Regions from separate parts of the Mus musculus genome. Here regions 1 and 2 are each linked to region 3. A link is a contact called in public promoter capture Hi-C data. All regions are on one chromosome and are shown on one strand. The core of a region is the stretch at or near the end of the contact, and the rest is flanking DNA. Distances in the headings are between cores, read along the strand shown. Region 1 holds the start of Tsr3 (TSR3 20S rRNA accumulation). Region 2 overlaps Mapk8ip3 (mitogen-activated protein kinase 8 interacting protein 3). Region 3 holds the start of Tmem204 (transmembrane protein 204).

What was found. Promoter capture Hi-C pulls out the DNA fragments that hold promoters and counts their contacts.
Region 1: a contact with region 3 is called in a promoter capture Hi-C map of stem cell-derived epiblast-like cells, with 4 times the contacts expected there. The contact joins the promoter of Tsr3 here to the promoter of Tmem204 in region 3. A contact is called at or near these places in 16 of 39 promoter capture datasets (the 3T3-L1 cell line, the C10 cell line, HPC-7-derived erythroid cells and 9 more), 1 of 484 Hi-C or Micro-C datasets (the C2C12 cell line), 2 of 115 datasets of contacts at active chromatin or transcription factors (microglia and pancreatic cancer cells) and 4 of 9 other capture datasets (adipose tissue, liver, macrophages and 1 more).
Region 2: a promoter capture Hi-C map of hippocampal neurons shows a contact between it and region 3, with 4 times the contacts expected there. The contact joins the enhancer-like site here to the promoter of Tmem204 in region 3. A contact is called at or near these places in 22 of 39 promoter capture datasets (the 3T3-L1 cell line, 3T3-L1-derived adipocytes, the C10 cell line and 13 more), 1 of 484 Hi-C or Micro-C datasets (embryonic stem cells), 2 of 115 datasets of contacts at active chromatin or transcription factors (bone marrow-derived macrophages and embryonic stem cells) and 3 of 9 other capture datasets (adipose tissue, liver and pancreatic islet).

The regions. Positions count from the first base shown.
Region 1 is chr17:25,238,868-25,241,577 of GRCm38.p6, reverse strand. It overlaps Tsr3 (TSR3 20S rRNA accumulation), which reads right to left and starts at 1,408. Exons shown (of 6, transcript NM_026676.3): 1 at 1,214-1,408; 2 at 915-1,134; 3 at 321-514. The coding sequence starts at 1,325. It overlaps Gnptg (N-acetylglucosamine-1-phosphotransferase, gamma subunit), which reads left to right and starts at 1,462. Exons shown (of 11, transcript NM_172529.3): 1 at 1,462-1,518; 2 at 1,607-1,664; 3 at 1,736-1,803. The coding sequence starts at 1,467.
Region 2 is chr17:24,903,286-24,906,244 of GRCm38.p6, reverse strand. It overlaps Mapk8ip3 (mitogen-activated protein kinase 8 interacting protein 3), which reads left to right. Exons shown (of 33, transcript NM_001163449.1): 14 at 17-98; 15 at 947-1,077; 16 at 1,282-1,338; 17 at 1,426-1,596; 18 at 2,194-2,320; 19 at 2,861-2,956. Among named protein-coding and RNA genes, the nearest start is that of Nme3, 8.3 kb to the right of the region's middle. Within about 2 kb of position 1,379, at least 12 of the 459 cell types and tissues checked have an H3K27ac peak or open chromatin away from gene starts, as enhancers often do. A contact at or near this core is called in hippocampal neurons, where this site is marked.
Region 3 is chr17:25,079,736-25,082,680 of GRCm38.p6, reverse strand. Tmem204 (transmembrane protein 204) reads left to right here and starts at 1,567. Exons shown (of 3, transcript NM_001001183.1): 1 at 1,567-2,417. The coding sequence starts at 2,138. The region is part of intron 18 of Ift140 (intraflagellar transport 140); the gene reads right to left.

The DNA.
Region 1 (2,710 bases), core at 159-2,658, 160 kb before region 3:
CCTCTCATTTGCTGAGAAACAGTCCTATTATCCTAGTCTCTGTGTCTTACGGGGTAGCCATTGGGCCCACACACCATCCAGGGAAGGCAGTGGTCCATTTTGCCTCTACCTCTGCTTCATAAGGTTAAGACTGTATGTGGGCACTGAGACTGAAGACAAAGGCTGTTTTCTAATGGCTCCCAATATATTCTCCTCACATCCCACCCCCTTGCTCAGACTCTGCCAGAAGAAACCCCAGTCTCCAGGTGAGGGAGGAGGAGGGGGCAAGCAGTCAGCCTCCAGACTGCCATTGCCAGGCTTCTGTCAGACCCAAAACTCACCTACGATGCAGAAGGCAGCAGCGAAAGCTTCCACACAGGAAAGTTTGCAGGGCCGGCCATAGTTTACAGGGTTGGCAGCTACGAGGTAAGGCAGGAGCCGCAAGTGGCTCCCTCGCATCTTCTGAAAGGGTGTGTCGTCCAGTTTGGCCCAGGAGCAGTCTATGACTGCGACCCCTGACTGTGCCACCAGCTGTCTGTCAGAGAGTGTAGGGTAGGTTCTAGGGCCCCAAATAAGGCACATCCTTGGAGACTGGCTTCACTACAGATGAGAGATCACTCTGCTATTTCGAAGTTATGGTTTATTGCAATAGTAGAAAGAACCCTTCAGGAAGCAGTTGAGGGTAGCTGGACAGTGTTTACTTTACACAACAAATGTTTCTCCTAGGCTTTCTACACTATAGCCCTGCTCTATGAAAAGGGTCAAATTAAATACAACTCTGCTCATATGAAAGATGTGGACATCCAAGACCAATAAGCAAGGCTTGAAGAAAATGATACTCCTGATACAGGGCAGTTTAACAAAGACAAGATGGTGGGAAGGGCATTCCAACCCCTCTCCGACCCCTCCCCGATCCCCAGGCCTCTGGTGTCTACCTGTCTGCCGGAGACACGTACTCAGTGCCTACTGGGCTGAGCACCAGACCGCCAAACCTTTGGCTCAGGCGCAGGCAGCGCACCAGACCCAGACGGGCCAGTTTGCGGCCCGTGCAGCGCTTGGGGTCGCAGTGACCAAGCTCCCACATAGCCAAGGCACAAGGCAGCGCCGCAGGGCCCGGGCCGCCCTGGTCCTCGGCCTCCTCGGGCTGCACGGATGCTACAAGGAGAGAGAGAAGGCCGGGTCCTCAGCGCCTGCTCCCAGGCCCGACCCGCTGCTCCGACTGCTCCAAACTCACCACGCAGCGCAGCGCCCACCTCTTCAGCGAAAGCATCCAGAGAGCGGCCAGAGGGTCGCCGAACACGACCGCTCTCTTTCCTGGATCCGCGAGCAACTTTCTTGCGGCCCATAATGTTAGATGAAATCCGAGATGAAATCCTCAGCTCCAGCGTTTGTTCAAGAGCGTGCGCGCGTGCGCGCTCGCACAGCTTCCGGTTTTGAGGGGAGTCAGTTCCGGCTGTCACTCACGTGACCGTGAGACCCTAGGAGCAATGGCGGGGCGGCTGGCTGGCTTCCTGATGTTGCTGGGGCTCGCGTCGCAGGGTCAGTGGCTCCGCGCACATAGCCCCCCGCGCGCTGGCGTCGCTCGCGCCTCCGCTCCCTACTCACCACCTCTCTCCCCGCTCCGCAGGGCCCGCGCCGGCATGTGCCGGGAAGATGAAGGTGGTGGAGGAGCCTAACACATTCGGGTGAGCGGATCACGGTCCTGCGGCTTGGGGACCGAGCCTGGCTGGCTCTTCTGACCTTCTCTGTTCCATAGGCTGAATAACCCGTTCTTGCCCCAGGCAAGCCGCCTTCAGCCCAAGAGAGAGCCTTCAGCTGTATCCGGTGAGCGCGGGAGGGTGCGGAGCTGGCCGAGGTGCTGACTGAGGGGGCCGAAAAAAGCTCTCGGTTAGGGAGGGAAGGGTGCCTTGGATGAAGGACTCATAATGTACTCGCTGAAGGGTTACGAATTCGTTTGTCAAACTTGAGTGTTTTAAATGCTCTGAAGTATATACTGGAACTGCAATCCCCTCTCGCTCCCAGGGTTGGCGATTACCTAGGGCTAAGCAAGCAAGCGCTCAAGGCTTGGGTCACATCCCTAACTTTTGTGGGGTTTTTGTTTTGTTTCGTTTTGTTTTTCGGGACAGGGTTCCTCTGTATAGCCCTGGAACTCTTTGTAGACCAGGCTGGCCCGGAACTCAGAAATCCGCCTGCCTCTGCCTCCCAAGTGCTGGGATTAAAGGCGTGTGCCACCCCCGGCTACTTTTGTGTTTTTAAGGTAAGAGTCTTTCAAAGTCTTTTATAGTAGACTCAAGCTGGCCTCCAACTTGTGGTATTAAAGCCTCTACTTTCCACAGGTGCTTAGACCAATTAGAAGCTCTAGGGATGTTGGGTATGAAGACTCAACACTCCAGGTGTATCTAGCCCTTTCTAGGTCTTACGGAGTGGAGAGGGCACCAGCACAGGAAATTTGGGACTAAGATCCTAGGAGGACTGAAAGACAAGCTGTTGGAGGTGGCTCAGGGCTGGCCAGCATAAAAGAACCTTGGCAACCCAGACACTATTGCATATGCCAGAAAGATCTTGCTGAAGGGACCCTGTTATAGCTGTCTCGTATGAGGCTATGCCAGTGCCTGGCAAATACAGAAGTGGATGCTCACAAGTCATCTATAAGATGGAACACAGGGCCCCCAATGGAGAAGCTAGAGAAAGCACCCAAGGAGCTGAAGGGGTCTGCAACCCTATAGGTGGA
Region 2 (2,959 bases), core at 130-2,629, 180 kb after region 3:
TCCCCACATCCTATAGAGTCAAGTCAGAGGCAGTAACTGCCCGCCGTGAGCCCAGAGAAGAGGTGGAGGATGTAAGCAGCTATCTCTGTACAGAATTGGTATATCCACTATTAACCTGTGGGCATGGGTGGGCTGGCATGGCGGGGCTTCCTAGACTTGCTTATTCTTCTGGGCCCTCCTTACCTTTCACTTGTGACCGCTAAAGCTACTGCATGTTCTCCCATTCCATCAAGTGACTTAACAGCATCAGACCACTCCTTTGGCAGATCCTTCCTCCCCCCACCCCTGACCTCCCAAACTGAGGAAGGGTCACATTTGTTCCCCTTCTTACTGATGCCTTCTGCAGTCCCAGCAGGGGTATTTTGTTACCAAAGATGTTACTGGTATGCACCTGCAGCCTGGGCAGTGCAGCCAAACCCTGAGCCTGCACTTCCTCTCACTTCCCAAAATGAGGTCTGGGCAGCACAGTTTGTCCCTCTGTACCAGAATAACTTTAGAACATACTGGGTCCTTTGTGACAGAGCAGCAATCTGTTCAGTCTCTGGGACGTAGTGTAGAGATTCCATAGTGTAGGATAGTCTAGCAGAGGTGGGAATGTGGATTGTGGCTACTTGAGTGTGAAAGAGTGGCTCGTTCAGGCCTCCACCTTCTTTTACTGTACATTGGCAGAAGCAGATTGCAGGTAGGTGAGGCCAGTGAGGCCGTGTGCAGGCAGGACCTGTTCCTGTGCACTTTCTCCCAACTCCCTTAAGCTCGTTCTGTTCAGGCTTTGGAGAGAAGAGTGGCAAACCCCATGTGGGCTCCCCTGGCACTCTAACCTGCCATTCCACCATCACTTGTCCCAACTATATCTCCATCTAGGGGGTAGACACCTCAGAAGGAAGCCACGTATGCTTGACTGTCCTCCTGTTTCTCATTGGAGGAACCACATTTCCCCCCTCTGCAGGACAAAATCCCCATGGCCCAGCGCCGACGCTTCACACGGGTGGAGATGGCCCGAGTGCTCATGGAACGCAACCAGTACAAGGAACGCCTCATGGAGCTGCAGGAGGCTGTGAGGTGGACTGAAATGATCAGGTGTGCCCCTCAGCATTTCCTCTGACAGTTCTGAGCAAGTTCATGGCTCTGATTGGATCTATTTTTCCTGAGCTGGGGTTGTAGAATTTTAGCAGGCCTTGGGATTTGACTGCCCTCCACCACACTTCCTTTCCCCCGAGTGTTGGCATGGTTTGGGGGCTCCAGGGTCACCCGGCACAGCTCCTCCTTTACTCTTCCCTGCAGAGCATCAAGGGAACACCCATCTGTCCAGGAGAAGAAGAAGTCCACCATCTGGCAGTTGTGAGTATGGTGCTCTATGGAAGAAGAGGCTTTCGTCAGCCTGCTACTGTTCCACACTTGGCTCACTTATCTGTGTTTCCATGGCAGCTTTAGTCGCCTCTTCAGCTCCTCATCTAGCCCCCCTCCGGCCAAACGATCCTACCCATCTGTGAACATTCACTACAAGTCACCCACTGCAGCTGGCTTTAGCCAGCGTCGCAGCCATGCTTTGTGCCAGATCTCAGCCGGCAGCAGGCCCCTGGAGTTCTTCCCTGATGAGTAGGTATCCCTAGCCCCCAAGTGTCCTGAGTCTATCCACTCTATGCTTGAAGTTGGAGAGCAGACTTTTAATATTCTGTACTGTGGGACAGAAGTTATCAAGAGCAGGAAAGATGACACCTTCTCTCTATGTCCACTACCCCCAGCAAAAACTAGTCCTCAGGTTCTGTCTGAATGACTTTTAGCAGGGACTGCAGTTCCAAGAAACCATTCTCTTAGACTTTGAAGACTGTGCTGGGTCCCATCATACTCTTCCCTCCTGTGTCTGACCTTAACGTCTGAGCACTGCCCCAAACACTTAGTTAAGCTTCTTGGGGCCACTTTTGTGAGAAACTACTGGTAAACTCACCTAGGTTACACAGTTGCTGACCAGCAACAGAGCAGGCCCCAGAACAGCTGGAAATGACCTCTTAAGCACAGGATCACACCCCAGACATAATTGGGAAAAGCCACCTTCTGTCAAATACTACCCCTGTCCCAGAAAAGGCAAGGGTAGAATCAGGCAGGCTCTGAGGAAGACCAGTGAGAGTCTGGGTGCTCCAGCCTCACCCCGACAGCTCACCTTGAACAGATGTAACCTGTCATTTTTTCACCCAGTGACTGCACCTCTTCTGCCCGGCGGGAGCAGAAGCGGGAGCAGTACCGCCAGGTTCGTGAACACGTGCGCAATGATGACGGGAGGCTGCAGGCCTGTGGGTGGAGCCTGCCTGCCAAGTACAAGCAGGTACTTGAGACAGGGGGTGGTTTCTGGGTATGGAGAGGATGTGAGAAGGACACAGTGGTAGTGCAGAGCCAGGAGGCACCCATTTCCTAGCTGGTGTTGGTGGATCTGTGACTCTGAGGGTTTTCTAGTTTGCTTTCTGTTGCTCTGATAAAACCCTGAGCAGACCAGCCTGGGTGAAGAATGGGATTATTTGACTTAACTTCCACCATCAAGGGAAACTGAAGCAGAAATCACTGAGGAATAGTATTTACTGGCTTGTTTTTCATTGCATATGCAACTTGCTTTCTTACACATCCCAAGATCACCTCCCACACACATGCCTATGGACCAGTCTGATGGAGGCAGTTCCTCAGTTGACATTCCCTCTTCCCAGGGGGTTCTAGCTTATGTCAGGTTGGCAAAAACTAACCAGCACAGAGGGCCAGCAGAGCCAGACCCAGTGCACTGTGTACCAGAAGCCCGCAGGCAACTAATTGAGATTTCTGAAGGCTAAAGTGTCTTCCTTGGCCTCATACCACAGAACTTCCCACTCTGTTGCAGCTGAGCCCCAATGGAGGCCAGGAAGACACCCGGATGAAAAATGTGCCTGTCCCTGTGTACTGCCGCCCTCTGGTGGAGAAGGACCCTTCGACAAAGGTG
Region 3 (2,945 bases), core at 318-2,817:
CTTCGGAGTCATAGCACAAGCTGAGGGTAGATGGCACCCCACACGGCTTGTCAAGTCCCTCCTACTTAGAACATACCCCACAGGGAGGCTGGCCCAGAGACCTGGAATGAAGCGTAAATTTCCTTCAGGCCCTGAGCAATAAGAATAAAAAATATAAATAAGCCACAATGACACTTGCTACAAACTTGAGGGTGAAAAATCATATTATTCCTCAGAGGACTTACATTCTCAGAACTGCTGACAGTCAAAAGGCTGGACAGAGACAGAGTCCTTGCCTTTTGGAATGTAAACTTAAGGAGTGCCAGGAGCCTGACTATATATGGGAACGTGTGATTGAAGGCAGCCACACTAGGAAGTAGGGGGTGGCCCAGCATGTCAGTTCATGAAGACAGGAAAGGTCGGTTCCGGCCTGTCCCGGCCAGTGCACTAGTCAGCACCAGGCTGTCCCAATCCTGCCCGGTGCGGTGCGGTGCAGTACGTGTGTTTGAGATGGTTCAGCCCACAGCTCCTGCGTTCTTGTGTTCATTTATGCAGCTCTGGAACCCTGGTGGGAGGCTCTGGAGGCGGGACACAGTCTCAGACCTGGTGGCTTTTATTTACCAGAGCTGAAGCGCTATGAGGAAGGAGAGCAAATGTACAGTCGCTCTGTCCAGCCTCAGGGGAGCGAGCACTTTGCTAGTAAGCAAACTTGGCTGCTCAGAAGTCACATCAGCTATCCAGCCTGCTTGGTGGCACAACCCCTTACAGAATCCCACCTTTTCTTGCCAGCCCAAGAACAACCCCTTGCAGAGGTTCCTCAAGGTTCCCCTTCCTTGTAAGGTCTGAGTACACTTGCTCCCTTGAGGTGAATGGATCTCTGTCAGCAGATGGTGGCCTGCCTCAGGTGCCTCTACACCTTACTCTGTCCTGCCATTAGTTCCACATGTTGTGGTGACCCCCAACCATAAAATTAGTTTGTTGCTATTTCACAACTGTAATTTTGCTATTGTTATGAATTCTAATGCAAATATCTGTGTTTTCTGATGGTCTCAGGTGACCCGTGTAAAAGGGTCATTTGACCCCCAAAGAGGTCATGACCTACAGACTGAGAACCACTGCTTTAGACATTGGGGATTCACAGCACCTATCATGCCTTAGGCAATGGATGGATGGATGGATGGATGGATGGATGGACACCTAGTCCCTGAGGATTCTGCCTGCCCGTGCTGTCTGCAGCATCCCCTGGTCCGGGACCTAGCACAGCTGGCTAGGTTTGACGGCAACAGGTAAGAAGATGAGTGTCCTGGCTGGCATCCCTGACTATTCCTATGGGACAGGAAGATGGGGAGGGGCAGCCAGTGGTGGGCTGGAGCAGGCCTCTGAAGTCTCCCCAGGCCTTTCCCATCAGGAAGCACATCCTGTTAGTGTCTGGCTCTGTGGCAGGGCTGCTATTTGTTGCAGTTGGCTACGCCCTCCTGCTCACCAAAAACAGCCTCAAAAACAACCATTTCCTCTCTGCTGAGAGACAGGGAAACGGGAGCTCACACACATACGCGCATACACATGCTTCCTTGTGGCAGGCGTTCTGCTTTTCAGGACCTGCCATTTGTGGCAGAGATACCAAGACGGGATACATAGCAGAGAGGTGGCCAAACCCACACTGCGTCCACAACCCTGTTCCTCCATCAGACTGGCTCCCACAGCCCGTTCTGAGGCGCGTAACCTGGCTGATTCCCACGCTGTGCCTGCCTCCCGAGTTGCTGTCCATTTTCCACTGCTGTAGGCAAGAGGCACTGTGGACACAGCCTCCCTGGCCTCTGTTCCAAAGAAGACGACCCACTTACAACTCTGGATTCTCGCTGGTGCAGCCAGTGCCCCAGATTTCTCCCTGGAATGGGTCTTGGGGAGACCAGCTTCAGCACAGGCTTGTCCCTGCTCCAGGCTCAAGAGGCAGGCTAAGACAGGGCTGTGAGTAGCTCTCTTGGACCCGTCCCATGGGCGACATCCTCCTGTGCCGGGCTGGAGCTGCCGCATAGCTTCCCAAGGATGAGTGCTGATGTCCTCTAGCCACCCCTAGCAGCATCTTGGCTTTCTCTGGATGCACAGCGGCTGACTGGGACTTGGAACTCTCCGAGATAGACAGTCCTGGAAGTCAGAGATGACTCTCCAGAAGCTTGTGGCCACCGCTGTGCTGGTGGCCCTGGTCTCCCTCATCCTCAACAACGCAGCAGCCTTCACCCCCAATTGGGTGTACCAGACGCTGGAGGACGGACGCAAGCGGAGTGTGGGGCTGTGGAAGTCTTGCTGGCTGGTGGACAGGGGTAAGGGAGTCACAAGCCCTGGGACTCGAACTGGGCAGGTGGACACCCATGACTGTGAGGTTCTAGGATGGGGCTCGGAATCAGCAGGTTTCCAGGAGTCCCGAGGCACCGTCAAACGTAAGTCTTGTTATTTTTCTGTCACCTTCCAGTGGTTAGGTGAGGGGAGGTTGTGTCCGTCCATGCTGAGGGTGGCAGCAGGGAACCTGCACCTCCTGCCCACCCTGACAAGCAACGCTACAGAGCTCCACTGTTCAGCTTAGACTCTGTCTGTGGCTTCCTTCACAAGAAGTCACTCCCGTGGCTGGAGGCTCCTTCTCTGCCATTACATGTGGCTGAAGGATGAAAGATGGGTATCCTAATCAAAGCAAGTCATTTTTCCTTGGTTAGAAAGAAATATTACTTAATAAGGAAAACAAGAAGTGTGAGAACATGTGGCTGAGTTCTGTCTTAACGGCTGAGGTGGTCAGGGCCTTTCGGACAGTGCAGGAGACTCTGGCTGGGATGTCCGGGAGACCAGAGGAGGCACAGAGCAGCAAAGGGCAGAGTGTTACCTCCCTGACGCCCATGGTGGCCTTTTCCTTTCCCAGCTCTCTTGTTCTGGGGTCTATGCACTACCCTGGGAGTTGGAAACGTCTCTTTAAATAG